Regions from separate parts of the Mus musculus genome. Here all the other regions are linked to region 3. The links are chromatin contacts, called in public Hi-C and promoter capture Hi-C maps. All regions are on one chromosome and are shown on one strand. The core of a region is the stretch at or near the end of the contact, and the rest is flanking DNA. Distances in the headings are between cores, read along the strand shown. Region 1 overlaps Gm46959 (a long non-coding RNA gene). Region 2 overlaps C530044C16Rik (RIKEN cDNA C530044C16 gene). Region 3 holds the start of Hoxa11os (homeobox A11, opposite strand). Region 4 holds the start of Chn2 (chimerin 2).

Region 1 (5,957 bases), core at 260-2,759, 1.2 Mb before region 3:
AGTTCCATTAAACAACATTTTCAAAGGGATTTTCTGATAGGTCACACTGGATAAGTATCAGAAGAGTTACAACCAAGGAAAGAAGGTAGTCTCCATCTTTCTGTAAAAGAAAAAGTTAATATTGGTTTTAAAGGGCTAATTTCTAATTCCTGCATTACTGAGTTAGCATGGTTTTATTCTGGAAAAGAGAAAAAAGAGGGATGTAGGTAAAGAGGTATAAAGAGAGTAAGAAAGAAATGAAGAGAAGGCAGGAAAAGGAAAGATGGAGGATCGACCCACTGATCAATGGCTGGATGGACAAACAGAGGGACAGATACCTTCTAAGAGTAAAGTTCAAAGTTGAAGGAAAGATGGACACTAGTCTATTTTCTAAATTGAAGTTGCCATCTGATAATTAAACGTTTACCCTTCCTTCTGCCTTCAGCCTCTTTTTACATATCTGGATTTGCACAAAGGAGCTCTGGCATTGCTGAGCCGTGCTCTGGGCAGTGAAGTGGGCAGAAGAGAGATGCTGCCAACCTGGGGAAATTCAGACTACCCAATCAGAGATAAGGGGCAAAGAACCTTTGTCACTGTTGTCCCTTGCATTTCCCTTCTCACAAATTCATTCAGCAAGTCATGGTGACTCCATCTATGTCTTCAGACGCTGGCTCAACACAAAAGCTAGAATAAAGATAACATGTCTTCATTTATGAAGTAATTCTGATATAATATCTCGAACCACTGTCTTTCATATTAGGTTAATTGTTCCTAGCACAAAAGCCCTGAAATAATACCCAACTCTCTCATGGAGCTGTTCTTTGTTTGATAACAGTGAACAAAAGCTCAGGCAACACTGAAAATGTTTTACTGACCTTCTAAGTCAAGGTCATGTAGCACGAGAGTAACCCTGACAGTTCTTAGACTGAGATGCCTACAGTTGCAAGCAAAACCTTTTGAAAAGTTTTTTTTTTTTGATCAATTTGGGTCAAGCTTGAGTACTTTCATAAATAACAAAATAATCTGAATTCCTTATTCAAATGGACGTTTAAGAGTTAAAAATGAGAGGAAAAGCATGATTTTGCCTTAAAATAAGAGAGAGTGGGATGACTTGGACATTTGCATATTGCTAGAAAATGACATTGTTCAAGATGGTCCCTTTTACCCACAAAAAATGTACAATATACACCCATCACTTTGTGGCCCCTTCTTCCTTTTCTCCATGTGTTTGGAAGTCTGAACTTTTAACTATAAAGTTCAAAACTCTGTTGTTTCCAACCTCTTGAGTCTAAAAATAAACTGAGCAAGAAGGCTTAGCTCATCTCTTTGGATCAGTTTGTGATTGTTAGTTCCATGCATTGTGCTGATAAATTATCGCCTCACCATAACTTGGCCTAAGAAATATTTATAAAATACCATAGGGCCCATCTGTCATCCAGCCATTTCCTGGGTGGCTGCTATTCCCAGTGACAAGGAAACACCTGAGCAAACCCAGAGACTTCAAGCCGAGTGAACTGAAAGCCACAGGCTTCAGATCGGTTAGATTTGGTCCAATGGTTCACTGTTAATGCAGTTTAGTATGTGTCCTTCTCATTCCTCCATGTAGGTAGCAAAAAGAAAGCGAGGACACATTGTCATCTGGTAACATAGTTTATGCTGAAAGAGTTTGGACAAATACATACACATGTAATTGAATAATATATGAGTGTGACCACTGCCCCAAAAGAGATTCCTTGTAACCCTGGATCCTGAACACAGACTTTATTTCAATAGCTCACAGAAAAGAATGTACGTTGAGTTCACAGGTAGGCTGTGAGCAGTTTAGAAGTTGATCTGGAGGGCTATAGGTTTTGCTTTGTTTTGTTTTGTTTTGTTTTGTTTTAAGCTTTGAAGTCTTTCAAATATTGGGCAGATATTGTACAAATGAGCCCCCAAGTTCCACAGTTGGCAATTCCACACTTGCATGAAGCAGTTTTGCTTGAATTAGTACCTGGAAACACTACAACAATTCTGGTGTTTACAGGCTCCACTCAAGCAAAGCAGCAGCCGCCACATTCAAGAGGGATTAGCAATCAAAAATTGCAAGCCTCCCATTGCCACACAAGCTGGCCCGTTCATTTTGTACAGATCATAAAATCCAAAACACGGCCCAGACCCCTGTCCAGAAATTGTTCACATCCTAATTTTAAAAATAGCTTTTATACTCGATGGTTCTCTTTTCAATAAAACAACGATTTGTTTATAGCTACAGTTTAATTAAGAGCCTTCTCTAGGAGGAAGACCTGCAAACCAGGGGCCTTTTTTTTCTTTTCCTTTCCTTCTCCCCCCCCCCCCCCCCGCACCTCCTCCCAACTCAGCGTTGTTTGTTTACTGACTTAATTTTCCCTGAAGTAAAAATACACTTTGAAATGTAACATGTCATTATGTAATTTGTAGTAACAAAGTGCAGGCATAACAACAGCACATGGGGTGGCTCTGCTCACGGCCTCCAGGTTGGCCACCCCCTCCCCATCTGATTAACAGCCTGTATAAACACACAGCCAACCAGAACCCTGGCCAGGACACACTTTGGTCAGCCATAAAACTGCCAGCCAAGCATGGACATGAGGGCTTTCGTCAGAAATCTTAATTTGGGGCAAATGATCAAAACCGAGACAACATGGCCCCAACCAGGACTGGAAAGGGCTAACCTTTTGTTTTCATTAATCCTTCTCCAATACCCAACCCGGGAGCGATGACATCACTGCTGAAGCTGAGCCGCTCAATAAGATGTCCCTGAAACACAGAGCTTCAGTGGCGACACCATCACATAGACTCTTAACGCTCTGAAGGAAAGGCAAGGAGAGAAAAAGGAAGGGTGTCTAGTGAAGGGGAAATCCCACAGTGTCAGAGTTGTTTGAAAAGACCCTATTTTGACATGCCGAGGAGGGATTCTCTCTGTGTGCGAGGAAATCGAAAAGGCCTTCAGACCGCAGAAATAAATGGAGCTTGCACAAAGAACTGTTTTGTTGGCTTCTGCCCGTTATTTTCATTGCTCTTAGGGAAAAAATTAATCCCTTCACATGATGGGAAATTCAAAATGTGATGTAAATCAAGTATTTAGTAGGAAGCAGTTAATTTTATTTAGTCTTTAAAAGAAAGAAAGGAGGAAAGAAAAAAAAATAAGCTCACAAGATGGCAAATTTGTTTTCTCTGGAGCCAGCCAATATTTTAGGACTCACTTCTTGACACATAATAACGGTCTGAGGGCCTGGCCTGAGGTGTGGCACCTACACATATGTACAATGTAGCAAGCATATCCTCCTCTTGGGACTACACACCACCACAGGCTTCCTATTTTTTAGAATAATATGCTGGAGCTAATGAAGCTGATGAAACCAGACATACCAAACAGCCACTGGCCTGGCCTGCCTCCCTGAGAGTTCCATCGTCCTGGAACTGTTGGCTTCATGGCAGTCCCTCACAGGTCTTCCATGGCTCCAGGCTAGCTCCTTGATTTTCAAGTTTTGCCCTGTTTGAAAGAGAAAGGCTGCTGGCTGTTTCTGCCTGCCACTCCCCTGCACCCACCCCCACACCCCCAGTACCTATAGTATATCTAAATGTGCTCACAGACATTTATTTTTGTGTTATAAGAACCTCATGCCTTATTGTATGTGGCTTTGCCTAAACCGTGCAAGACTGTACAGTCACACTGAGATATGCCTTTGGTTTGGTTTCTCAGGCTCTACACAAAATGCATACCAAATGTTAGGCTGTGGTTCTGCCTATTGCCACATTTCTTTTTACAGATAAAGGACTAATGTAGAAAGGATCACAGTAATTTGCCCACAAACAGCTGAAGTTCACCCCAAAATAACCTTATGCATGAGCAAGGCCCTTCCCTCTTGGGTACCTTTCTGCCCTTGTCTCAAAGTCTTAGGACCAGTGCTCAGGTAGAATGGGACTACTCCATGGTGACTGTACTTATGAGGTGCCCTGGGACCATCAGGAGGATGTCGGCCAGGGTATGAAAGCTATGGGTCCTTCAAACACTCAGTCACCACACATACCTCCAAAGTTCTGTTTTCCTACTTCAGTGCCCATGGCCACACCACTGAAAAAATGGCACCTCCTTCCTCAGTAACAAAGAACGTTCATGAGCGACGGGTGATATGGAAGTGCAGAAAGCAGAGCTAGTGAAGGCTTGTGCAGACCTGTGTTGTGACATGGGCCCAACCTCTTGAGGACTCCAAGACCAATAGGCCCCCAGTGATCTGGCAAAGCTATTCCCCATGCCAGCTAGATTCAAGAGGGAGCTTTCTTCAGGAATCTGAGTCTGTGTGTTAATGGATCATTGTGTGCAGACTAACAAAGGCAGCTTCCTCCTCAGGGCTGTTTATAGCCTAAGACTGTTCCTCACAGGCACCTGCCACCAAGACTACCCTACCCCTCTCCCTGTGCAGCACCAAATAAACACACTGAGGTTCCAGACTGTGGTGGTGGAAGTTAGAGCACCCCACTGTATCCCAGCTTCACTGTACATGAGTCTGTGTGTCTTTCCTGTCTTCGTCCCTCTACTATCCCTAGCAAAGGTTCTGGGCTCCAAGCCTTGGACTCCATGGGCTCTCTTATTCATCATGGATGGGGGAGGCCATTATCTACTGATTCAGGTTTCTCTGCTCAAACTTTTAAAAGGAATTTTAGATGACATTTCTTATTAGGTTTACAAAATAGTAGGTTTCCATGAGGCTTTTCCATAGACACTTACTATTGGCTAACTCTTCTGATCCCCCAACTACTATCCCTTGCTGCTCTGCTGCTACCATATTGGTATCCACCTCCCTTAAGGCCTACATGCACACGCACACACACACACACACAGAGAGAGAGAGAGAGAGAGAGAGAGAGAGAGAGAGTTCTTGTAGCTTTCTGACCCTTACAGGCACTCTAAGTTAAAAACACTAGTGTATCTAAGAGCACATGAGGGGTTTGTCTGTCCATCTGGGTCTTGCTCACCAAAGTCAGTATGATTTGATTCCATTTACAGCAACCGCAAATGAAACTGCATTTTAACAGCTAACCTACAGAAACTGTCCATTCTTCCTTCTTTTCCCCTCCCGTATTTACCAAGTTCAACCACTTTTGGTAGATTTTTTTTTTGTGGTATTTTCAAATATAACAGATTAAATTCCATTTCCAGGACATAGTTTAATGAAGCATCATGCTTTGATATGTGCATATTAAGGCTCTGGATCACCCCAAATTTTATGTATTCAACAAGTAAATATCAAATTGTTCCTTCAAGTATAATTAAAAGATAGAACTCCTACACACACGCACACACACACACACACACACACACTCACGAAGTCCAGCAGACATTTCTAAAGCGTCCACCGCAGAGGGTGCAGGCGTGGGCATATGTGCCTGTTCGTCTACAGAGGGCACAGGCACTCTCTTGTCTACAGGAAGAGTTTCAATGTTGAAGGGCTTTCTTCTCCAAGGGGCATTCACCAACCCATTACAGCCCTCCTTTAGCCAATCTTCACGTTGACACCAGGGGAAATTAGTAGAAATACAATGGAAAGGCTTCATAGGATTGCCGCAATTGCTCTTCTGACAATGTTAAGAAACCTCAGCCTCACTGGCAAGACTCTGTCTCCACACAGATAGGTTGCATATGTAAAGTAAGTGATCAAAAGGTCTCCTAAGGCTTGCAGATCTCTTTGTTTCCTCAGCCCTAACCCACGAGCATGCACACCGAGTAGGGTCTTCAATGTCTTCAGTAATAAATTAATATCATTACACAGACAAGTCACTTTTCCACAGCCTCATGGAGCAAAAGCATAGCCCTGCTCCTATCAAAGGCTCTCCAGGTACCTGAATGTTGGCCTGCGCCGAAGGACATTTATATTCACAAATTCAAGCTGTACTGACTGTTGAAAGGAGAATAGATTCTCAAATGAGGTTTCAAATTATCCTCGCCTTTGAGATCATCG
Region 2 (6,802 bases), core at 601-3,100, 1.4 Mb before region 3:
TGTAGCTTTCAGAAATCTCTTTCCTTCCCTTCAGTGTCAAAAATCTTAGATCTTAAAGAAGAAATTAAAAAAAGGAGAGAGAGAGAGATACACAGAGAGAGATACAGAGAGAGAGGGAGGGAAGAAGGAAGGAAGGAAAGAAGGAAGGTAGGAAAGTCAGTCTGCAGAGAGGTAAGATCCTTTGTGGTTTGAATGCAGATTTGGTCAGCTTTGATCTCTTTAAATTCATCTTTCTGTACTTCAAAAATAAGGCCTCCACTCTAAGATTGTCTGATGGAATTATTTAACTTGATCTTTACCTAAATATAGCATCATATTCCCAAGCCTTTGTGTAGGATCATGATACTATAATTTCAGAGTGGGTAGATGGAGCTGATGTCTGGGACCTGTCAGGTTTAAAGGGAAAATGATTCCCTTTTCTCAGTCAGTGAGTTTCCAGCTATGAAGTCTCAAATTCACTCAAACCATGAGGCAGGGGCTCCTCACCTAGCAGCTGGGTTCTGACCAGAAGTTTGGGGGGTTTGGGGTTATGCCAAGTTTACTGGGCAATTTACACGCTACATGTCATGAAATCCTTCCAGCCTCTGGGCTGGCCTCTTGCAATAGACATATTTGATAAGGAGGCTGGGGTTCCTGTGCTCCCGATAGACATCATGAGTGTTACATAGCTATTGGGTGAGACTCAGAGCTCAGGCTACTAGATGTCCCAAGTGACTGAGGGTACATCCATCTCCTGTCTCCCCAGCCGCTAGAACTCAACCTGTCAGGCTTTGTATGGGAAGGGTTTTACCCACTGAACCATCTTACTGGCCCCACAAAATGTCTCTGTGTATAACTGATCTTACTATTCTGCAGCAAACATACTGGAAGTAGTCATATGCTAGATTACTTCAAGATGGCAGATGAATGCAAAGAGCCCCAGATGGGATTTGGCGGGTGGGACGTTAGTGACCAACTCTAACTGGTTAAATGCATAGGACTTGCAGAAGATGTTACAAGCATTAACAGCCTTTCTAAAGGGAGTATTCACCACTGAATGCAGCGGGAGGCCTAGCTGGGATGATACAGAGTTACCTGCTGGAGGAGGAGGACTGAGTCCAACAAGCAGTCGGCATTGCTTGCCTCTGTACGCACTGCAAGCATGCTCAGGGTGCAGACAAACTTCCTCTGACTCCATGCTACTTATTTCTATAGTCATTACAGGAAGCACAGCCTTTGTTATGAACAAGAGTGATACAGAGTTGCCTTCGGGGGCAACTATGTGGCCTCAGGATTCGCATCTCTCATTCCAAGTGGGGTTGTCAGGGAACAGCCGCTCCGTTTGGGAACAGTTTGTGAAATCAGTACTAGCCAGACTATGTTCTCAAGAACTCGATTCTGCTGCTGATAAAACTCACAGATCATCCGCTGATGTCGGCGGCGCTGCCCACGGGTTTGAGAAACAGAAAATGGCTCTGGGAATTTTGCCGAATAAGGATTGTAGGTGCAGATCCTGGCAAAAGGAGAGAGAAGAGACCTGGGGTGAAGGGTGGGACACGGGGGTGGGCCTTTGAATAATTGCCGAGGCTTTCAAGAAAATGTTAGCATTTATCTTCCCGCAAGGTTTGCCTCACTGAAGCTGAGCTGTTTTGCTCTGTTCAATGAGATATTGATGGAGCGCTGAACTCTGTGATAAATGTTAACTTTTTAATGCACACTGTGTCCCAGAGGCAAGGCCTATGTGGGCTATTGAGAGAAGCAGGCTCAACGAGCCGCTGCTCAAAATTCCAGGAGGTTAATCGACAAATCAGCCTGGAAATGGGGGAACCAGCTGCACGCCTGCTCTACTCTGGCTTTTCTCACAATCCAAGGCATCTGGGTACCATCTTCATGCACAAATAGCCCGTTTCTCAACTTCTCTGGGGTTTTGGCTGACGGGACCATTTGTTTTTTATTATTATTAATGGCATCCTCTTTTCTGACAGGCTCCAGACAACCTCGCTGGTTCAGGTCACCAAGGTAGTCTGGGAAGTAGGGCTCCTCAGCAGGCCCTTTGCCTGGCACTGTAGTGTGGCTGGGCTAGCAGGTCATGGAACTTTTTGTCTTCCTGCCCCCAGTTGTTCTTAGGAGTGAGTTGTGGTGGAGACACAGAGTTCTGGAGATCCATGCTGATATCTGCGAAGGACCCAAAGATACAGAAAACTCATGCCTGCTCCAACTGAGCTGCATGTTAGACTCAATGATGCAGAGGTCACACCCATGGACGTGGATGTCATCGCTTTAGACTGCAGCCAGGATGTGGGACTTTCAACAAAGCTGCCCAGAGGATTCAACATGCAACAGATCTGAGAACCACAGACTCAACCCAAAGTTCATCCGAAAGGCTCCAGGATGGCAAAAGATGTTTCCTTTCTAAACATCACTCACCAGTGCTCCTCTCCCAACTCCAAAATGAAAACTCTCCTCTTTCTCTAAGAATAGAAAGTAGGGATCTGGTGGTTCTTGGGTATAATTGAGTTTAATGTATATTTTTTTTCTCTAAAATCTAGGTGAGAGTCCTTAAAGCCATGAATCCAAGCACACATGTCCAAGAAGACACAGGAGGTTCAGTATTTCCTACTTAAAACTAGAACTGTTGGTGGAGAAGCTTGGCAGAACCAGTGCTGCCGAGGACCTTCCCTGAAAAGTGATATTCTACTCTGAGACAAGCTGTACACGGGCAGAAACACATGCCCGGTGTCACCTAGCCTCTGTGACAGTCCCGGCAGATCACTTTAGTGCCACCCTCCTCTATAGAGCACACTAAGTTGTCAGTGATGGGATGGATCTTGACCTATTGTTATCCTTTGTTTATTGATTTTTTTCCCCTTTAGTTTGAAAGCAACGTGGATCTCCATCTAAAACTATCATTCAAAATTCATTCAGTATTTCCTGAAGGAACTGAAATGTCTAACTCACCAAACAAAGACCTTCTACCTCACAAGTCACGCTGTTTGGGCTTGGACGCTGTAGGTTAAAACTTCCAGGTTGTCGAAGAGAATAACAGATTTGAATCAACTCAAGTTCTGTGTCTTGTCTTTGTAATCCCGGCAAGCACTGTTTATCCCACATCTATTATTTAAGAGTGTGTCAGGACATACGGCCAAAGACAGAACTCCAAGGATCTTTCATGGCTCCAAACCACCATAAGTATCCTGTGCACGTTGTCTGTCGTTGCCTTTGTGTGCATGACCGTGCGATTTGTAAATTTATCTCCTTGTGAAATATGTTTGTTTTAAATAATATAAATGTGCTAATTTGAAGCAAATGTACTTACTAATTTATTTATTTGTTAAAATGCATTCCTTCAAACACAGACCAAGTGATTTGAGGGGTTAGGAACATCTTTTCATTGTATGGATGGCACGTGGTGATAATAAAAAGCAGACTGACTTCAGTCAATTTTATTGTTGTTTGACGTTCTCTGTAGACAACATGCCCCCTCACTCCTTACCCCTGGAGCAGACCACTTAATATTCCCACGACACTCTTCCTTAGTCAAGGCCCCAACATCTAACGACGGAAGTTGGAACTAACACCCAGGTTTCCTGACTCCCAAATCAGTACCATTCTGTGTATAACATACCATGAATAATGCATTTTTCACAAAAGAGCCCAGGGACGTGAGGACAAATTTCTAAAACAGCCTGTAATGAATAATTGCAGAGCTGTGCAGTGCAGTCAGAAACTGAGGACGTGGGCCAGGCCCATTCGGTCCTCTGTGTAGTTTCAGTTCATTTCAGTCCAGAGGTCTGGGTGACATGTGTCCCCTAAGAAAACAGAGGCGACTCTAGTTTTAATAAGGCGACAATTGTTATCTCACTTTATTAACAAGTAGCTTGTATCAGACTGAAACATTTACTGTCTGCATTCAGCTTGAATACTGTATTCATTACGTTTTCTAATCTGTGTGATTACTACCTGTGTAATTTGATGTCTGCATCTGCTATCAGAATTCTTTCAGCTCATTATATTTCCCATCTTTTTTTTTTTTTTTTAATAGAGGATAAGATCGGGACATGGAAAATTGCAGCAGATTGCCTAAGGCGAACTGTAAGCAGCCGGCAGCTGGATGGAGCAGAGCAGATCTCTGTTGTGAAGGGATGTGAGAGGGATGGTTTCTGGGTCTGTGCTCTGCTGTGACAAGCCAGGTGGAGATGGCGCTGGCTCCCTTTCCTATGTAGGGACTGGCTATCCCCAGGCGAGAACTTGGCCTGGTCTTGCCAACTCAGGAAAATTATTTGGATAGAAATTGTGACGTCTAATTGGACACTGTGTGGTTAGTAAACTGTGGCTGAGAATCCCCATGGTGAGGAGTCAGTACCGCGACAAAGCCAGCAAGCTGAGAGGAAACTATTTTTAGATAGACGATAAGTTCATGTTTGCATGTGACATGTAAACCACAGGACAGCAGCATCAAAAATGGCGGAAATGGTTGAGAGCACCAAGTCTACACTTAGCCAAACCTGGAGCTAGACATGGCTTTGCCTTTTTCTGTCAACGTGACTTTAGGGAATTTCCTTATACTCTTTTATGCTTGAGATTTTCCCCTGGTGAAGAACAGAAGGAATGGTGGGAGATTCCCTTCAGAGTTGTTTCAAGAGTGAGGGGATGTGTGCATTGCTTGAGTGATTTAGTTCCCCACCCCCTCTGTCTTCCTTTCTTTCTCTGTATTTTAAGATGGGCTCTTCCCGTGCAGCTCCAGCTGACCTAGAACTCTCTATAGCACAGGCTAGTCTAAAACTGTCTATGTAGCACAAGCTGTCTTAGAACTCTCTATGTAGCACATGTTGGCCTAAAACTCTGCATGTAGCACAGGCTGGCCTAGAACTCTCTATGTAGCACAGGTTGGCAGTGAAGTTACTGTCCTCCCATCTCAGCGTCCTGAACTCTGGGATTAGAGGTATGTGGCACCACACCTTGCCTTTGGGCCCCCTTCTTTCAATTACTAATGTGTCCCTTGAGAGTGTCCAACTAGCATCTTCTGTCTTCTGAGTAGTTTGGCTGTTTTCTAACAGCCCTTGGCATGAGAGGAATTAGGAAAGGCCATGCCTTCTCTTTATCATTTCCTAAGTCCGACCAGTGGTGTGTGCTCTACTCTGGCATTACTTCCTGGCTGTCTTCCTTTGCATAGTCAGGGAGAGTGAATACTAGGCTAAAGCAATATCATTAACGTTCCCCACTCTACAGCCAGAGTCTCCCACTTCACCACGCCCACGGCAAATACAAATCCCCTTAAGGAGCAGCCAGGCCTGTAGCTGCTTGAGACCATCAGCAACAATTAAAGCGTGTCAGAGGAACCCCATGTCAGGATGCGCTTACTGCTACCTGACCCTTTCCTCTTGGTCAGGGCACCAGGCCTCCACAAAGGTCCCTGACTCTGATCTGCTGTGGTCTATCTCAGGGAAAAACTGGCTAGAGAAACGTGCTCGGAGCAGACTTCCTGTCAGGGACACCTGCTGACTACCTGCAGCCCTCTCCATCACCAGGTATGCACCACCTTGAACAACAGGCCAAACTGAAGACTTAAATGGAGTTTCAGATGGGGGTCCCAGGACTTACGGGCTGCATGGTACCCAGCAGACTCTTTCAATCCTGTGAGTTTCAAGTTCATGCCTACAGAGCAAGCACAATGGTCTCACACACAGGCTTTGTGATGCTCTCAGAGATCTAAGTGAATAACACAAACGGGCTGGACACGCGTCTCACTGGGCAAGCGCATACTTAGCATGAACTTGGCGCTCTCTCTCTCTCTCTCTCTCTCTCACACACACACACACACACACACACACATAGCCTGTAAAATAAATAAATAAAAATTTTAAATGCATTTGTTAAAAGCCAATGATCTCATCTTCCAAACACCCATGCCAGCATTACCTAAATCATCAGTAGGAAGGATTTGTCCCCGCCAAGCCCGTGTGCTCATTCATTCGTCTCCTCTCTTTCTATCAGTCGAATCATGCACAGCTGTGAAGCCCACGCCGACTCTCCACTTCCTGTCTACACGGTCTTGGATGGCTGCTCCCACCCCACCTCCCACAGAAAGAGGGCTCAGGCACTAGTATCAGGGGATCTGCTACATATGGTCGTTTTTAGTTTACTTGGTTGTCGCTGAATCCCTGCTAATACCAGTAAGTACTTCTAGAGCATGCATCCTGTACCAGGAGCTGTCGTACTTGATGTCAAAACTCACCTAACCTCACAGCAGCCCAGTGAGTAGATCTGCTAATAACCCAGTTTTACAGATGGGAAAGGTGAGGCACAACTAGATCAGAAGTAACACAGCTGACAATTGGTGATGGCAAGATCAGATTACCGGGATCCAGTTCCACTCTGAGATCTGAAGTCATCACAGGCTCTTTCTCCTTCAGAGCAAAACAGCTTTTGAGGGCCATTAACAATATAACCATCTGTATATGAGATGCACTTCTTGTGTGACAAGCGTCTTTCTCAGCAGGACAGCAATGAATGAGTCATGAAATGACAGTCCCTGCCCTTTGACAGTTCTCATTCATACCCTAAAGCAGATAGATCATCAGCGGCAGGTAACATGTATCAGTTATCACTTGCTGTGTAACAAATACCTCCACAGTTGGCAGGTGATAACACGAAGCTTCTAGAGTCTCACCATTGCTCGGAAATGCTTGAAGCAGCTAAGCTGTTAGTTTTGGCTCGCAACCTTCCTTGAAACAGCAGCCACCCGATGGAGGAGTGCTGCAGTCATCTGAAGACGTGCCTAGGGAGGGATCTTCCTTCACATCCAGTCAGGTGATTGTGGGAA
Region 3 (6,639 bases), core at 2,429-4,928:
CCCTAATATGCTGCCTTCCACAAGGACGTATAGCCTCAGGCTTCCTATGCTTAGCTTCAATTGCAGCTCAATCCTGATTCCATCACCTCTCGGGGGCGTGGTAACTCACCCCTTTTACTGCTAAAAGGATGCTAGCTGAGGGGAGACATTTGGCAGGAAAAAGCGGAACAGGGAGAGAGAAATGTCACACCAGGACTCGATACTCAAATGTCTACCCTTTTTATTCTTGGTATGCCCCATTGTCTCTCTCTGTGTTAAAATGTATAGGAAATGTATGTTGAGTAAGGGCCGGCCAAAGGCGCTCACTACAGACAGAACCACCAGGGATTTCTTAAGGCAGGGAGGCAGAAGAGATTCATTTGGAGAGCGCCTGGCTCCCCAGAGGACATTCTCAGGTCTTAGTAGTCTGGCTCTCAGTATGCCAGCCCTTTCCAAATGTCACAGTGTTGTAAGAGATTAAAAGACCATCCCCAGACCACTCTCCCCAGCACCCTCAAATAAGTCAGCTAATGGGGATAGGGAAAGGAGTATTGAAACACAGTAGGTTATGGTTTCTTTATTTACAGTCTTTTGAACACCATCCCTGTATGAAGCATACATTCAAATATTTTAGCAGTGAGCGAGTTTAACCTTGGAACACTGTAAACAGATAGAGCCTTTAAATATTTTTATTATCCCCACCCCCCCCTCTACATTGCTTCTTAAAATTCGCTTTGGTTCCTTCGGGGAAATATATATATATAATATAATATTTATCTTTTAAAATAGCTCCAAATCACTCTCCGGCTCTTAGAAGATTGCCAGAAGCTTCCAAGCTCAGTTCTGAGTTGATGAGCACAGAGTGCAGGGTAGGAATGAGGGATTTGGGAGGGGGGGGGGAACTTCAGCCCCTCACAGCCAAAGGCCAAGGACCCACTGGCCAGGCCTGCTGCTCTGCTGCCTGACAGACACCAAATCCAAGTTTCCTTAATGTGGTGAAGAGTTTGCCAAACTGTAGCCCTCCGCAGGCATTTCCTGTAGAGATTGAGGGGCCAGGAACCAGCACAGCCTCTGGAGTTTTCAATGTCTTCTACCCTAGGAATAGTCAGCTCTGAGATGGAAGACCCATCACCACCATTGGGAGGTAGAAAACCCAGGTAGGCTGCAGAAGGTGGCTGCTAGGAGCTCAGGTTTGGGTGCAGATCAGTGGTGGGATGATATTAATGACATCTGGATAGGTTTCTCCTTCCTCCAGGACACCCCCCTCCCACTCTCTCTCCCTTTTCACAGCCACCTTTTGGTTAACTGTCTTTCACATTACTTTTGGAAAGCAACCCCAGCCTGAATCTCTAGGAGTCATCCCCTTTCCTCCTGCTCCTATCCCCAAGCTGAACTAGGCTTGGGGCACACAGTTTCTTGACTTGGGAGACCTGGGGGTGGGCAGGCTCTGTGCAGAGGGTCTTGAGCGGGTGGCCTCCTTAGGGTTTGGCAGGGGGCCCAATCTCCAGTGACCACACCCAGCTCAAAGCTTTTGCAGGCTCTAAGAGTGAACCACCAGGGGTCCCAAACCATTCATTCTGTTGATTCACAACCCTTAGAATTCAATTACTAATAGGAAGCTTAACCACGGAGATCTGAACCAAGAGAGTTTCAGGCCCCCTTCCTATTGGACGAATCTCTGATAAGGAAACCTCTCCTCTCTCCTATATCACCCCCCTTTTCCAAGTCGCAATGTGGCTTGACCTTGTCAAGGGCAAAATCTGCATATTATTTCACATGTATGAAGCCCCCCTCCCAATTCCAGTAGGCTGGAGCCTTAGAGAAGTGGATTAGCTGAGTAGTACTGTAACCGGTCTCTGTTAATCTTTTTTTCCTTCATTCTTCTGTTCTGAAACCAGATTTTGACTTGACGGTCGGTGAGGTTGAGCATGCGGGACAGTTGCAGACGCTTCTCTTTGTTGATGTAGACGCTGAAGAAGAACTCTCGCTCCAGCTCTCGGATCTGGTATTTGGTATAAGGGCAGCGCTTTTTGCGGGTGCGTTGGCCACCTAAGGAAGGAGAGAGGCAAAGAGTGAGAGGGCGATAGGGGTGCAACCCTCTCCCAGGACCCCCATTGGAGAAGGTCTGGCCACAGGGTCTGGAGGCCCAATCCAGGCCCTTTCAAAGTCTTTCCAGGCCCCTGCCTTCAGGCTTCTATTGCTGGTCAGGGACAAGTTGCAGTCTGGAGCCGGCTTCAGATAAAAGCCAGCTCACTAGATAGGCCCCCAGGGAAAGGACTCAGGCTGCCCCTTGAGCTGAAAGGAAGGCTCCTCACAGCAACAGGCGAGTTTGCGCTGGTTGAACTGCTTTGAACGGAGGCAAGTGGGGGTTGCGGGCTGCTCCTTGCCCCGCCAGACTAAACAAACAGCCGCCCGAGGACATTTCACCTTCAGCACCTGGGCCGCCTGTTCCCGAGGCAGTAAAGGCATGCATCCTGGCCCCAGGCTTTCCTGCTTGCCGCCATGATTTAGCCCTCCTTAACATCTGGGGCGGCTGAGGGGTCTTTGTCAGCCTGACTTCTGATCAGTTCTTGCCTCTTCCGCCAGCCTCCCAGCTCTCTCGAGGTGGGAGGTGGCAGAGGAAACCCCTACCCAGGCCTTCACTCAGTACACACCGTCAGCATACTGCCAGAGGGCCCTCAGCAGGGTAGGGATGCTAGTTTAGGAAGGGTAGAGGAAAGAGAGGCTACCTTAAGCCTCAGGCAGGATCCATTTGTTCACCCTCACCTTTAAGAAACACACACACACACACACACACACACACACACACACACACACACACACACACACAACTTTTGACTGATTTAAAAACAATTGTGAATAACAGAAGGCAGCATGTAATTGCAACCGGACCAGAGGAAAATGGCTTCCTTTGGACAAAAAGGCCAAATTTAAGTTAATTTGTTTCTTTTAATATATTGCTTGAGCTAAGTGGGCTACTTTATCTGTTAAATGCGCTCTTAGCGCCATCATTAAACAGCCGATGCCTTTGAATCCCAGCCGGGACTGGAGTCCCGCCGCAACACATGGCTTTTATAAAAATCTCCGGATTACCCCGCTATCAAAGGCTCCTGAAGCCCTTGTAGGGGGAATTTACAGGCGCCCACCTCCGGCTCCCCAGCCTGGAGCTGGTCTCTAGCGGGGATCGTGCTGTTGAGTTTGGGAGCTGAGAAGGGAAAAAAGGAAAAAGGGGAGTTGTATTTTTTTTTTTTTCTGCAGGCATGCTTTGGCCGGTGGGTATTTCACGGCCAATTTCAGCACTCGCCACGTGATCCCTCCTTTTATAACAAAGTTTTGTTGGGGGAAACCTAAAGGCCCTTCATAAACCTTATATGCTTATAAAACAGCATATAAAAATTTAACAGCGGTGCTGCGCTAGATTCCCAACTCCCCTTTCATAAAGCGCTGGGCGCTGCCTTTATACGCACCGGAGCCACCGGCCTTGTCCTCAGTGTGGCCGGAAGACGACTCGGGGCTGCTGCTGCTCTCGGGTCGCCGCCGTCGCTCCTTCTCCTCCGCCGCCGCCTCCTGACAGCCGCCGCCACCGCCGCCGTCCGAACTTGAAGTTGCCGGCGCGCCCGTGGCCGCCGCCGCCACCGCCGCAGCGGAGGTCGCAGCTGCTGCTTGGGGCCCCTTCTCGGCGTTCTTGTCCCCGGGGTAGTCGGAGGAAGCGAGGTTTTCCGGGGTGCCGTAAGCCGTCTCGAAAAACTGGTCGAAAGCCTGTGGCAGAACGCCGTTCCTGCCCACCGTGCTATAGAAATTGGACGAGACGGCGGGGGTGGGGTGGTGGTAGACGTTGGCCGAGCTCTTGGCCAGCACGTCGCCAGGCACGCCGGCCGCGCTGGGCGCCTGCAGACAGTCTCTGTGCACGAGCTCCTCCGCGGAGTAGCAGTGGGCCAGATTGCCGCGGGGGTGCCATTTAGTGGCGGGCTCAATGGCGTACTCTCTGAAGGTCACTTCGCGCACGGGTTGGACCTGGGGCAGGTTGGAGGAGTAGGAGTATGTCATTGGGCGCGAAGACGGGGTCTGGGGCAAAAAAGAAGGGAGGCTGGAGAAATCTGGACCCGAGACGTAGTAAGTACAACTTGGCAAATACATGTTAGAGGAGCAGGGACCACGCTCATCAAAATCCATCATTGGGCTACCTTGGGCTCTCCGCAGTAGCCGAGCTTAACATGATTCTCCACTGCAGCTGCCTCTTTGAAGCGGATCCGTGAAGTAGAAATTTGGAGACGTAAGCTGACGTGGAAATCTATCCCCATCCTTAGCAGGGAGGTGCTGGTCATGTGACCCGATGTTGAAATTGACAAGCCGCGAGCTAGTCCCGGCTTTTTTTTTTTTTTAACCCCCCTCCCTTTCCTTTTTTCCCCTCCCCTCCCTCCTCGGCTTCCTTTCTTTGTAGCCACCTCAGGGGAAGCAACAGATCGTCACTCGGTGTTCTCACCGAAAGCACGTAATCGCCGGTGTAACTCATGTTGGCTGGGGGGCCTCCCCGCGCGCAGAAAGGCTGGGGTGCGCCCCCGGGCAGCTCTCCTTTGCTCAGCTACATGGTCCTGGTCCACGAGTGCTCTGAGGGCGGCAAGAGAGCGCAACTCCTGACGCCTCCCCCCACTCCCCGGTGGGTGAGGGATACTCTCTGGGCTGGGGGTGGCCAGGTGAAAGCCCGGAATTGTATAGCTTCAGGTCCCGGAGTCTGTTATCCGAAGGCTTACGTTCAGCACCTTCTTCGCAGCCCCCCTCCCACAGGTTTGCTCTGGGAAGCCCCCCAGCCTCAGACCCTGGCTGGACCCCATTTGGGGCCAGGCTTCGCCGGCACGGATGTGCCGGCCTCGTGGCTTGTCCGATTTGCACGGTGACTTGATTACACGCTCTCATTCACGGTCACTTCCGAAGCGCTTTAGTGCCTTCCGTCCCCAAACCGCCAACAGGCAAAGCGGCTTCCCTCCGCGGTTTGTCAATAATCCGCGCTGTCCGGAAGGGCCTTCGTCTTACCCGGGTTCCACCTTCCCTGTATCTTTCTGCTTACTTCCTTACCCCACACCCTGTCCTTGAAGGAACCCCTTCTCCTCGCTGCCTGTAGGGGTTCGGAGTGACTCCTCAGAGCCAGAGGCACTTCTGCTCACCGGTCCGCAAGCTGCCTGGTCTGCTGAAGCTGACGAATCGGGAAACCATGCAATTGAGGCGAACCTTGGGCTGTTTTAGAGGCGCTGAGGAGCCTTCTCCTGGGTATGCTGCACCTTGGGGTGGGGGTGGGGGGGGGCACCAGGCTGCTTGCAGGGCTTCAGAGCTGTGAGGGAAAAGGAGGGTGGCAAAGAGGGAGTACTGGCCCAAGGAGTCCTGGCTAAGAAAAGAGTCTCTTCTTTCTTGCAAAACCTAAGAGTGAAAGCAAAGGATATTCAAGGCAGAAATTGAGACAGCTCCCATCATTCTTGTTCTTTAGCCCACAGGAGAAGCACAATGCCAAAGAAAAGAGAGATGCTCTCCTGCCTGCCTGCACCTTGGGCCACAGAGATGCCTCAAAAGGGCAAGGCTTGCTGTACAGATAGATAATTCTAAAGAGGCCTTGGCTGCTAAGTTGCATTTAGCTTTCTCCCGAGGAGGAAATGGGGATTAAGAAGATAAAATAACGACTGCCATTCTGCAAGACCAAAGATGTACTTAGGGGAAAATGAAAGAGAAAAAAGAGGGCGCAGGACAGCTAGGCAAATTGAGCAGAGATGGGGCTCCAGACCAGGGGTCTCACCACAACTCCCTTCTTGGAAGGTGCTAGGGTGTCACAACAGTCAAAAGTGAAAAATGAAAACCTTTTTCCCTTTCCTCATTCAGGAAATAGTTAAAGGTATTTACATATCTTGGGGAGATTTAGAGTATAAACGCTAAGATCTTTGGTATTTAAGTGTCAACATCGATTTATTTATTTATTGCTGAGCTGACTGTAACTGACTCAATAACAAATTTAATCATGTATTGCTCTGGAAAAGAACTACTCTCGTTATGTATTTTCTCCAAATAATGACCCACCATTGCATATGAATGCCCACTGTAAATATCAATAATATCAAGTAATTACTGTGTAGTGGAGTAAACTAATTTATTAGCATTAATGTTTATGTGGCTCCAACCCCCCTCTCTTTTACAAGGGCTGCTTATCACAAATCAAGCTACTCGGACACATTGGTTTAATGAACTCTTTATTCAGGATTTGCTGCAGGAACTTTCATGCCCCTTGAAATCCCTGAGAGCTGAACTTGAAATTATTTGTGCATCTTCAGCTTGACATATTTGTTCACTGTGGCTTCATAGATGACTGCCACGGCGTTTGCATGAGATTCAGGAGGGAGAGAGGGTGTTGGGAAAGGGTAGCTTCAGGTCTTCTAAAGCTGAGGATCACAACGACAGGATGGTCCTGCAGCAAAAACTTCTATTTCTATCAGTTACCAAGGAGGCAAGCATATCTGTCTCTTCACGGTTGTCTTTCTGGAGATCCGGATAGAAAAGGGAGGTGGGCTTGCAAAAGGCCTTACAAGAACAGCTCTCTGGGTTGGTTTTGCTACCTCAAACTTTCTTCAGCAGCCCACCCAGTCCTCAATACCCCTTCCCTCGAACAAAAGGAATGCATGA
Region 4 (5,962 bases), core at 476-2,975, 1.8 Mb after region 3:
CTGGGGTAGGGAGACTTGGCAGTACCTGAGTCTAGTTGACCCAGGCAGATCTGTCTTAAGAGCCCCTGTAAATGGAGTCCAGGAAGAAAATGCTCAGTGTAACTGAAGTGGCCCACAGGCTTTCAGCAAGAAGTTCACCCCATCCCACCCCTTTAAACTAATCAACAAACAAAAGTGGGTGGGGCACTTGTTGGGCAGTCACACTGGGATGGCATCCCCGGTGGTGGTGGGGATATAACATATACTTTAAATCAAGTAGAAAATGTGACATGAGTGCATATCATGATCCTTTAACATTTATTATTCACTGTACATGAGGTCCTCTTCCGATGTGGAGGCCCCCAGGACCTCGCTGCTGTTCCAGAGTCACTCCTGATCATTTTCAAATGGACTATGTCCTTTTTAGCCATGTTTTTCAAATCGTGCCGCTCCCAATGAGAACACTTTCCGTTTTGCTCTATAATGAGAGTACTTTCATTCCTTTAATGTTTGCTTTTTTTCCCTTTGATCTAACAATTTCTGTTCAAATTTCACAGTTTTTCTGTAGCTTTAGGAATGAAAGAACCGATTACCCTGCTGGGAGCGTGAAACGGATTTTAAAAAATATATATCTGCATGACATTTCCTTCCAGTAAAATTAATTTAGGTTTAAATACAGGAGGATGGCACACACCGGCTCCAGTCCCTTTCTCCGGTACACCTAGGCAATTCCTTATCCTTAAAGGATTCAGTCGCACCTGCTGCAGAGTCAGTCTTTTGTGAAGATCCTACCAAGGGGCAGAGAACCACTTTCTTTGTGTAAGACCGATGCCACCTTTGGGATGTCTCTATTTCTTTTAGCACCGGTCTCAGAAGCATAGTGGACTTTGGGGGCACTGTCCCTGCCAGTGTCTGGGGTACTTAAGTGTAGCTAGATCAGCTCTCTCTGCTTTAGGAGACGCTTCTTGTGGCAGGGCAGGGACCTTCGGTTCCTGACCAACAAAGGACAAATTAAAGGGTGATGGGAAGGGCGCTTCCCAGCCTTGGTGGCATCCTGGCCTGCTCCAAACCCGCACGTAATCCTTAGAGACCTTGTCTTCTCCTTCTGGAAGTACCCCCACCCCTGCACCCCCTCCCCCGAGCTGTGTGGCTGATCCAAACCTAGAGCTTGCTGCCAGTCCCACCACCTTCCTCCTACGACCCCTCCATCCCCTTCTAATTCGGGAAGCAGCACTGTACACTGCTGCCCGGCCCGCCTCGCGTCCCTGGCGGCGTGCCCAACACCTCGGGGCAGGCTCCGAGTCCTGATGGTCTCCACCCCTTGGTCTGCAGCCTCCCCCTGCAGCCAGGGTTGCAGGAGCTGTCAAGCCGGCCGAGCGGATTCAGCCCGGAGCGCCGGCGTTCCTCTCCTTCCTTTGTGTGCGCGCGCGAGCCGAGTTGGGGAGGAGGGAGAAGGGGGAGGTCGCTGTCTATCTGTCTCCCCCGCCTTTGCCCGGGCCGCTCGAAGTGCGGCGGCGGGAGAGGCTGGATCCCTAGAGTCAGTGCCGGGAGCCGAAGGGCGCCCAGGTTCCAGTCGCGCGCAGGGAGCGGGCCCGCGGCGGGGACAGCGGGGACGCCGAGAGAGGTGGTCCCATCCTCCTGGCCGGCCGCCTTGGCCTCGCTGTGCCCCTGCCACCTCGACGCCCGCAGCGGAGTGCGCCCAGGCGCCGAGAGGGACGGCGAGCACGAATAAATAGCGGCGGCGGCAGCGCGTCATCTGGCGGAGCAGGAAGTACAGGCAGAGTCCGGAGGCCGGTGCTTCCCGCGCGTCCCCAGGACTTTGCCATGGGCTGGGGGCCGCGCGGGCTGCGAGCAGCCGGCCGAGGGCAGCGGCGACGCCGCCCGCACCAGGACTGAGAGAGCGGTGACGCGCGGCGCCGAGATGGCAGCATCCAGCAACTCTAGTCTGTCCGGCTCCTCCGTGTCCTCTGGTGAGTTTCAGCGCGCGGGCGCCCGTGCTGGGATGGAGAGTCTACCTGTGGCCGTCCCTCCCGCTCTAGGAGAGCGTGGCGCGGGACACGAGCGTCACTGGGACACTTGTTAAGGTGGTCAACACCTTTGCGTCTGAGCGGTGACAGTGTAGTGGTGGGACTCGGTGGTGTCCTAGGCGTGCGGACCTGGAGTCTGGGGCTCCTGGCGAGCAGTAGCTGCCAGCAGCCTTGCACTTTCTGCACAGCTGGAACAGGGGCAGAAGGCGCAGGGAAGCTGAGGGCACAGCTGGGCTCGGGACCTGTCTGCCTTGGTGCCAGAAACCTTGGATACTCAGAGCCAAAGAAGGGTGCAAACCCCAGCTCCTTGCAGACTCGGATTTCTTTGTTTGTTTCAGAAATTAGCTCCTTGGAGACACTCGCTTGGGGTATGGGTTTGAGAGAGCAGCCAGGACGAAAATGTGTCTTGCTCATCTGACTGAAGTGGGATAGTGGAATGGAGGTTGAGCCCAGCCTCTGACTCCTGGCGTGTTTAGTGTGTGTGTGTGAGTGTGTGTGTGTGTGTGTGTGTGTGTGTGTGTGTGTAGGGACAGACAGAGACAGAGAGACTGTGAGACAGACACAGAGAACATGTGTGCGCGCGGGAGGGGGGCGGTGGGGGCTGTAATTTTACTTTCAAGGCTTCTTTTTTTTTCAGTGTTAAATGTGGCTGGGTGAAAGAAGGGCTTTCAAGCTTTTCTATGGTTGATCAGCAGGTCTAATTGAACAGAAAAAAATGATAATGAATGTGAATGCATAAGAATCAATGGAGGCAGCCCCTCTGGTTTCTGAACATGACAGGTTTCTAATCAGACTGATGCATTAGGTACAGTTCTACTACCCCTTTGGTCACTGAAAACTTTAATAAGAAACCCTGAAGGGATGGCTGGTAAGACATTTGGCATGGTATACAGAACTCAAGGGTCCAAGACAACAGTCTTCAAGTCCTGGTGGGAATGCTCAGTGTGTTACTACTGTATGGTGTCCACAATTGAGTTCCTTTTATTTATTCTCCAAAAATTAAATCCGGAGTGGAGAAGAGATGCAGCACTGGCAGGAAGGCAGGCATTAAAAGGAATCATAGCTATGGATGTGTAACTAATCAGATTGTAGACACAAGGTGACTGTGACCAGTGTAGGTGTTCTCTTGAAAGCTACATGCTATTTTTTTTTTTTTTTTTTTTTTTTGGCCAGGTTTAGTCCCAGGGAAAGTTTAGTCCCAGGGAAATGACATTTCCTTTAATGACTGCTGCCAACTAATAAAAACAGCATTGTTAGGTGTCCGGTAGTTTAAGCGGCTGGCAGTAGGGACTGGTGGGCAGAGCAGTCAGCTCTTATTAAGAACAGCAACAAGTTGACCGCCTGTGGTTTTAATTCTGAGAACTCAGCAAATGCTAAGGCTTATTTTTAGTACCCTCAAACCACTGCTGCTGCGTTTCAATTCATTTTGGTTGACTAACATTGAATTTAAGATGCAGAGATGTTGGCTTCCTATTAGCACATGTTTCTCCCTCTCCAAAGCCTGCCCGTTTGATGGACTGAGGGGGGGGAAAGGTAGCAAGGGGGCCAACTGAGGAAGGCGAGGAGACAGCATCATCTCAGGGTCCGCTGGAGGCGTGGATCACAGCTGCTGTGGCATCGGAAATTCTGCATCTTGACACAGCTTAAGAAGCCCGATGACAAATCCTAACTCAGCCCTGGGAGGACTCTGCTGCTCCAAGATGCCAGGATAAGCTGTAGAGGGTGGTAATTGTTTTGCAGATAGGGGAGGCATGCTTACAATGGCTTTCTCTCCCGTTTTATGGACCGCCCGTTTTTAATCCTGTTGGAAACTGTGGGAAATTGCATGGAATCTGAGATGCCAAGAGTGGACATAAATCTATTTACTATTTCATGTAAATCAACCTGACCTGTGGGCTTATATAGCTTACTTCCCCAATTCATCAGACACTTTGTCTTGCAAAATATGGAATCATAGTTCTTTTTAAAAAGCACACTTACCATTGTGTAGATAATGAATAATTCAGAGGACACAAGCAATTCACACCTGTGAGAGGTGTTGAGCAGCAAAGAATAGAGCCTGCTTCTCAGAGCAGCTGGGTTCTCTCAGGCAAAGGCCAGAGTCTGAGAAAGTAGGGCACTCTGTGAACCCATTAGTCACCATGCGGAAGGGCCAACTGTGGGCCAGGCTTGGGCTTCAAGGCTTAGCAAGGAAGATAATTCTAGCTTTCTTTGTAGCTTCAAGCTTCTGAGATCATTGTATTTGAATTCTGGCTCCACTGCTGACCAGTGAGGCATCTTGAGGTGGGTGGGTTACTTAAATTTTTCCTGGCTTCAATTTCCCCATTAAATCAGTATGCTGAGTTTTGGGCACACGGTCTAATTTGTAAGAGTGCTTGATGTAGAGGAGAGATGGCTCAGTGGTTAAGAGAGACTGCTGTTCTTCCCCGAGGACCTGAGTTCAGTCCCCAGTACCCTTGGTACATCGAAAGGAGTTACAACAACCTGGAACTCCAGCCCCATGGGATGGATGCGTGCCCATAGGCACACCTACACACACACACACACACACACACACACACACACACATCTTTAAAAAATGCTTGTTGCAAACAGGTAGATAGTCTTCTTTGAGGGAACTTCTTTGAAATGAAGTTGCTCAGTGGCTTCAACCTTAGGTGCTAAAATAAACTCAGCGCCCAGTGCACATAACATCTCTTTCTTCCTTCATATGCTATCTTAGGGTCTCTATTGCTGCAAGGAAACACTATGACCAAAAAACAAGTTGGAGAGGAAGAAATGATTTAGCTTACACTTGCAGATTGCTGCTTATCATCAAAGGAGTTAGAACAGAAACTCAAACAGGGCAGGAACCTGGAGGCAGGAGCAGATGTGATGCAAAGACCTCAGAGGGGTGCCACTTGCTGGCTAGCCCCCTATGGCTTGCTCAGCTGGCTTTCTTATAGAACCCAGGACTACCATCCCAGGGATGGCATGACCCACAATGGGCCAGGCCTTCCCCCGTTGATCACTAATTGAGAAAATGCCTTATAGCTGGATCTCATGGGGGCATTTCCTCAACCAAGGCTCCTTCCTCGCTGATGACCCTAGCTTGTGTCAATAATACCAGCCAATACATATGCTGAATTTAATCTTGAGTGTGAGCTCCATTAAAGAAGCATTTATTGAGCACATTCTGTGTTTCAGACATAGCTCTGAGTGCTTGCATTGAAAAGATAACTCAAGAGTCTCCCTGAGAAGTAGCAGGAAACATAGGCAGCATCTCATAGCCCGTGTCCTACAGTGATACAATACATTCTGTAGAGGGCTGTGCAGGGCAAGGATGTGATTGCTTCAGTCTGGAGTGGCCAGTGGAGTTGACACAAGTGTTGGGCATTGACGGATAGTTAGAAGCTTTGTAGAATGCAGGCAGAGAAAAGCATTTCAGGATGACTGAGAACTGAGACCCAGCCTGGAGATGGATAAGTCTGTAACTTTCTCTCCCTTGCTTTTCTTGGGGCATTGATCCTTTCTCCTGTTGAGTGGGACACTTCCCGGAGGCTGTGATGAAATAATCCTGGAATCAAGGATGAACTTGGTCATTGGGGCACTAGTAAAGGAACAGCTGGCTTCTGCAGGGTCCCATTATGCTCTAACCCAGTCTCCGAGGAACAGTTTGCTGGTGTTCACATGGAGGGAAACTGGTAATTCGCTCATCGTAAGCTCAAGGTTCTCTGACTTGAATAATCTTCCCCGCTATTGTTTAACTACATCACCCAAGTGTGTCCTTGTGCCTGTTACCAACTGTCACATAACAAAGTCATCAGCTTAACATTAACTTAAAAATACATTTGCTGAGAACTCTTCAGAATTGTCTTATGGAGGATTCAAAGGTTTCCTTTTATTATTTTAAATCCTCCACCAACACACAGAAATCAGTATCTTTTAAGATTTTAACTCTAGCTGCATATGTAGCA

The links. Promoter capture Hi-C pulls out the DNA fragments that hold promoters and counts their contacts. Hi-C and Micro-C count contacts between places; a contact is called where the count stands out from the background.
Region 1: a promoter capture Hi-C map of pre-B cells shows a contact between it and region 3, with 4 times the contacts expected there. The contact joins the enhancer-like site here to the promoter of Hoxa11os in region 3. A contact is called at or near these places in 4 of 39 promoter capture datasets (liver, pre-B cells and second pharyngeal arch cranial neural crest), 4 of 484 Hi-C or Micro-C datasets (all in uterus), 1 of 115 datasets of contacts at active chromatin or transcription factors (embryonic limb bud) and 1 of 9 other capture datasets (liver).
Region 2: a Hi-C map of uterus shows a contact between it and region 3, with 12 times the contacts expected there. The contact joins the enhancer-like site here to the promoter of Hoxa11os in region 3. A contact is called at or near these places in 3 of 39 promoter capture datasets (cranial neural crest, hippocampal neurons and stem cell-derived epiblast-like cells), 9 of 484 Hi-C or Micro-C datasets (nephron progenitors, pre-B cells and uterus), 2 of 115 datasets of contacts at active chromatin or transcription factors (embryonic limb bud and large pre-B cells) and 4 of 9 other capture datasets (embryonic stem cells, embryonic tail, embryonic trunk and 1 more).
Region 4: a contact with region 3 is called in a promoter capture Hi-C map of neutrophils, with 4 times the contacts expected there. The contact joins the promoter of Chn2 here to the promoter of Hoxa11os in region 3.

Annotation. Positions count from the first base shown.
Region 1 is chr6:51,003,657-51,009,613 of GRCm38.p6, forward strand. All of the region lies in intron 2 of Gm46959 (a long non-coding RNA gene), which reads left to right. Among named protein-coding and RNA genes, the nearest start is that of Gm46959, 5.1 kb to the left of the region's middle. Within about 2 kb of position 1,510, at least 36 of the 459 cell types and tissues checked have an H3K27ac peak or open chromatin away from gene starts, as enhancers often do. A contact at or near this core is called in embryonic limb bud, pre-B cells and uterus, where this site is marked.
Region 2 is chr6:50,811,616-50,818,417 of GRCm38.p6, forward strand. It overlaps C530044C16Rik (RIKEN cDNA C530044C16 gene), which reads left to right. Exons shown (of 5, transcript NR_045984.1): 5 at 2,529-3,279. It overlaps Gm31455 (a long non-coding RNA gene), which reads right to left. Exons shown (of 5, transcript XR_869068.3): 2 at 1,398-1,492. Among named protein-coding and RNA genes, the nearest start is that of Gm31455, 7.2 kb to the right of the region's middle. Within about 2 kb of position 1,851, at least 11 of the 459 cell types and tissues checked have an H3K27ac peak or open chromatin away from gene starts, as enhancers often do. A contact at or near this core is called in uterus, where this site is marked.
Region 3 is chr6:52,241,565-52,248,203 of GRCm38.p6, forward strand. Hoxa11os (homeobox A11, opposite strand) reads left to right here and starts at 3,679. Exons shown (of 5, transcript NR_015348.1): 1 at 3,679-4,252; 2 at 4,421-4,636; 3 at 4,751-4,967; 4 at 5,099-5,244. Hoxa11 (homeobox A11) reads right to left here and starts at 4,246. Exons shown (of 2, transcript NM_010450.3): 1 at 3,447-4,246; 2 at 541-2,028. The coding sequence starts at 4,155. The coding sequence ends at 1,796. LOC115490410 (a long non-coding RNA gene) reads left to right here and starts at 1,671. Exons shown (of 2, transcript XR_003956437.1): 1 at 1,671-1,757; 2 at 1,878-2,949.
Region 4 is chr6:54,038,207-54,044,168 of GRCm38.p6, forward strand. It overlaps Chn2 (chimerin 2), which reads left to right and starts at 1,726. Exons shown (of 13, transcript NM_001163640.1): 1 at 1,726-1,949. The coding sequence starts at 1,901.